2 separate regions of the Drosophila melanogaster genome follow, and region 2 is linked to region 1. A link is a contact called in public Hi-C data. All regions are on one chromosome and are shown on one strand. The core of a region is the stretch at or near the end of the contact, and the rest is flanking DNA. Distances in the headings are between cores, read along the strand shown. Region 1 overlaps bab1 (bric a brac 1). Region 2 holds the start of CG32333.

The links. Hi-C and Micro-C count contacts between places; a contact is called where the count stands out from the background.
Region 2: a Hi-C map of the Kc167 cell line shows a contact between it and region 1, with 1.5 times the contacts expected there. A contact is called at or near these places in 24 of 107 Hi-C or Micro-C datasets (the Kc167 cell line, the PNm cell line, the Ras3 cell line and 10 more).

The regions. Positions count from the first base shown.
Region 1 is chr3L:1,063,455-1,066,000 of dm6, forward strand. All of the region lies in intron 1 of bab1 (bric a brac 1), which reads right to left. Among named protein-coding and RNA genes, the nearest start is that of trio, 30 kb to the left of the region's middle.
Region 2 is chr3L:1,274,684-1,277,229 of dm6, forward strand. It overlaps CG32333, which reads left to right and starts at 1,273. Exons shown (of 10, transcript NM_001274317.1): 1 at 1,273-1,611.

The sequences.
Region 1 (2,546 bases), core at 22-2,521:
GCGACATTTGACTTTTGTTTCGGGTGCTGTGATTTGGCATTTATGGCTTTTGCTATTTACGCCAATTTGTCAGACAAAGACTAATGCGATTTGTTGATCAGGTTCGAATGTAAATTAATAGAAACTGATAGCCGATTATTTATTTGCCACCTTCGAGTTGGCTGCACAAAAAGTAACAGTTTGTGTTAATATTGTTTGTGCAAAATATTAGGCTCATATTTTTTTGTCTATTTGAATTTTGCATTGATAAATAAATAATGGATTACACAATGGAGTGGCAACTAATTTACAGCTAGCTACTTAATGTACGAATAATTATATTTTTAAAAATGTAATATACCCAGAATAGCATAGCAATATTCATGTATTCAACTAAGATCTTACTGTCTTTCTGTGTGCGGCAATGAGTCTTTTCACCCACCGGATTGCACAACTCAAAAAGTAAGGCACTTCCTGCAAAGCGTTTGAATAATTCATTCCCCAACTCCCCGACTATCAATTGCAACATGCTGATGAAAAAGCGCTTACAAAACACTGCAAAAATAATGGGCAGCAAACGGCGGTCGGCAGCAAGTAAAAAGTGTTTCTCTCTGTATTATAATAATAAAGTGGCAAGTAGCAAGTGGCATAAATTGCAACCTCATTCAAGCGATTCGAGGCCGAGGCGGAAGTTGTCGTCAGTCGTGGGCCAAACTCAAACTGAATTGCGTAGACCCAGTACACTGTGCCACATGTATTTATAATAATTGTTTTTCTTACAGCCCGTTGTTTCTGCAGTCGCCTTCTGCTAAAAAACCCAACGTCAGGGCCCCTGATATTTATCTTTTCCATACGACGAGCGTAAGTAAGTAAGACGAGTTCCCCCGCCTTCGTCTTTTGTCCGTATGTCCGTTTGTCCGTATGTCCGTATGTAGATTTGCAATCAACAGCAAAAAGTGAGGAAAGCAACATGGAGCCCACACACACACACATCACATGGAAACATAAAAAACTAAAAACTTAAGCAAAAAGATACAACTAACATATTCGACCAATTAAAACGAAGACTATCATACACTGCACAGTATAATAAATACAATATATTATATATTACTATTGAATTTACCTTCAATTGCTAAAAACTCGCATAAATTTCAAAAGTTTTTAAAACTTTTTTTTTAACTTTATATCAAAATAGATTGAACCCTTTTGTGAGAGTAGTTCAAAGAGCGGCAACAAAAACAAGTGTAATGTGCTCTGTTGCGGCAATAATCACTGCCTGCTGTTGTTGTTGCCTCCGCTGGTGTTGTTTTTAATGTTGTTGTTGCTTTGCTTGTTTTTGTTAGTGCTGTTGTTGTTGCTCTGTGCCACATATGAATGAATGCCCCGGCATTGTTGTTGCTACACGCCACTAGATGTCGGCATTTAACTTCTCAACTTTTTTGCATTTTGACCGCGTGTGGGTGGATGGTTGGGGGGGGGGGGAAGGATGGCTGCGGGGATGGTGGGTGGGTGGGTGGTTGAATAGTGGCTGTTGTACAGAAGAGGCGTAGAGAAGAAGAAGAAGCAAGTGCAGGAAACTACTTTGCATTTAATTGTCTGTAATGACGTGCAATATAAAATGTTAAAAATCTGCACTAAAATCCAAACACACAAAAGTTTGCTGAATGCAAGGGAAGGGAAACCAGAAGAACCAGAAGTGCTTTCTTTTTCAGAGCTGCTAATTGAGTGAAAGAAAGGGGAAAATGCCAAGGGAAGTGACCCAGACACCCACTGTGCTTGTTTGTTTTATGAAGCTTATAAATGTATATTTTGCAAGGTTTTTCAAATCACTAATAGTATGCTGTGAATGAAACATGCATATTTGGAAATATTTAGCTGCATACTTTTGCGCACTTTGTGGATGATTACCAAACTCCAGGGATTTCTGCGGACGTTCGATAAGCTGCTCTTTGAACTCGCTTCAATTGTAACAGTTGCCATCGTTGTTTCCGTGGCAAGTGTTTGGCTCAAAGTGTGAGCTCCATAAATAATGCAGGACCAACCCTTGCCGATCTCATACCGTCGAAATCAAAACGTGCGCAATTGTGCGCTAAAACCAAACATGAATATTTTCACTTATTATTTTGTTGAACATATAAAAAAAATACGGAACGCAAGGAAGCCGACGCACTCCGTCTCCATTGAGCCGTGAATACGTTGGAATATATAATCAAGTGCCGCCGGGGGTTGTGCTCGCAAGGGAAACTGGGGAAGACGAGACACCCTCACATTCTCACATCCTGGAGCACTTGCTCGCACAAGTGTATCATAATAATATTAAATTTGATTTCCAGGCTCTCGGCACTGCGGTGGGCGAACGAACTTGCAACTTGCCAGCGACGGCGTCGCACACAAATTGCGCTGATTGCGCAAAAGTATCGATGACTTCTTGACAAGGCGTCTCGCGTCGAGTAGATAGGTCGCAGCGGCGGTCTCTGATTAATCAAATTTGCGCAAAACAGTGGAGAAATCAACTCCCCACTTGCCACATGCCACTTGCCTCGCTCGCATGCAGGAGTAATGCA
Region 2 (2,546 bases), core at 23-2,522, 210 kb after region 1:
AAACGATATCCATCATAGCTCGCTCATTTTTGGGGGAAATAAGCTCATCATCTAATCGGCGTTTCCCATGGGGTGCAACGGTGCGTATGAGCAATTCATTTTGAACAGCACCGCATACCACACACCACTGCCCTTCTCCCTTCTCCATCTCAGTAATCTTGTTTCGCCATAATGCGCGCAAATAAAACCGAAAGTGCTGTCAGCAGTTTTCCCCGAAGTTCTGCTCTCTCATTTTGCCACCATTTTTCTCCAGGGGAATGCAGCCACCTGTCTGTGTGGCAACTGAACAAAACTACTGCCGATAGAATAATCAGCTGGAGAGGAAAGCCGAAAGGACTCATCCTCTTCGAGATTTTCATCCTTGATTGACTGCTCCAGTGACGAGAGAAGAGCTTTTCGCGAACATTGTTGCCAGCGATTCGCGATTCGCGGCGTTCGTCTTATTGTCCTTATCCCAGTAACAGTCTTCTATCGTCCTGTCCCACCTAAGTGTCCTTGTGTCCAGCTGTTTTGCCAGGACTCACCTCCGGATCCCTCTTGTATCCTGCGAAACGGTCGCCGCCGGCAAGGGCTAGTCGCAAAAAACAGGACTCAGGGGAACTCACAGGATGCTTTCGATTCGCCAAGAGAGAGGATAAGAGAGGACATGCGCAGTATGATCCGAAAGAGAGGATACGAAAGGAGAAATCAGCTGGTGCTGCCAGGACTTTTAAGTGTCAATCAAAAAAATGCACAAATAGGGTATTTTATAGCAATGCAATCATTTAGGGAGAAATAGATAAGTATTTGTGATCTGAAAGGATACATTTCAGGATAAAATAAATAAAAAATAAATAAGAATTAAAAGGTGATATGCATATGGTGATTATGATCCAATGTTTTTGGACAAGAACAAATTAGGCAATCGAACATAACTCGGTTTTAAAAACCGGCCCTTTCGCGGAATTAGCACTTTCAATTTCACTCGAAAACTTGATGCCACATCATTATGGCCAATTAATCAATCACTTATCACCCGTCATAGCCAGAACATTTAAAATGCCATCAATCGTCGTGCGATTTTTCCAAGAGAGGACCATGTGCTCTTCACCTTTTCTCTTGCGGATAAATGAAGAATGTTCGAATTCATCTGAACCAAATGCTGAAAACTCGGCCAAGAGCACGAGGAACAATTCATCCGACGACGCATTCCGTGTGCGTTCTCGGCAGTCGCCTCTGGGTTCTCGATTCCCAGTTCTCGGGCTCTCATTTTCCGGCGCAGTTTCTCCGCTTCAGTTCGCTGTAGACATTTTCCCGGTGCGGACGTGCGTTTGGCGGTGGAAATTGTCGAGCACGCCGGAAAAGAAAATCCCACAATAGTTGCGCTCGTTGTAACGTTCGGTTTTGTGCGGTTTTTCGGTTTATTTTTCGGCTTCTTCTGCACTCTAATTTCATTAGCCGGAAAAAGGAAAGCGGGGCAATGGCTGTGTGCAAGTAATCCGGATCCGCTGAAGAAGTGCGTAAATTATGACATCGTGATGGCTCGAAGATAAAAGAGAGAGAGCGATTGTCTCTTCGGCTGGCTTCCTGACTCCCTGGCTGCCTGGCTCCCCGTAACCCAGAAGCCCAAGTGTGCGTCCTGATGGCAGAAAGTAAAATTAGGGCAAAATGCCAGGCTTAAGGGGGTGCGGTGGGGTGGCTGCCACTCCCACCACTTGACCGCCCCCGCTTAAAGTGCTCCTCGTTGTCGCAGCCTAATTAATTCAATGGCCCCACTCTGCTGCACCTAAATTTTTGGGGCCATCGAAAGGGACGCCACTTTTTGAGTTCCCATTCCGCTTGGTGGATATTTTTACTCCGGGCGAAAGCTGAAACGAGAGCCCCAAAAAAGGACTTTGGAGCCCAGCAAAGTTTTGATCGAAACCCGAATAAGTTTAGTTCTCGAACTGCTAATTGCCCAAAAATTACTTGATATTTTTAAACCGGCCCACAACACATTATACGAGTATTCCTGCATTCACATACCGTTCTTTGGGCAAACAACTTTTCGCTGGGTTAATTATTTTTAAATTGCAAAAACATTTCATACGCAAAGCGCCGCAGAGCAAACGCAAAAATATATAAATAAATTTCCGCTTTTCATGGCCACACAAAAATGAGCGACAAAAAATCGGCAACGCCGATTGTAGGGCAAAACCCCCGCCAGCAAATCATAAAAAAAAAAGAAAACCAACGAGCGCCCAGAGAGAAAAGTGAATTCTCGGAATGGAATGGAAAAGTGTTCAAAACTGAGTGACAAGTGCGATTCGAGGGAATCTCGTTTCAGTGACAGCCTGAAATGTGCGAGAATTTATGATGCATTTAATTAAAACGAATTCGGATGGTTCGAAACAGGACATTTGCACCCAAATTTGATGGTCAACAAAGAGGACAAAATGGGGTCCCACAATGCGGGCGACACTGTGCTACAAAGTTTAAGTTATTGCTACGATTTGATGGTTAATATGGATCTGATATGATACCTAACCTAACCAGATGCTAAAAAAGTATAATAACTCATTAAGGTG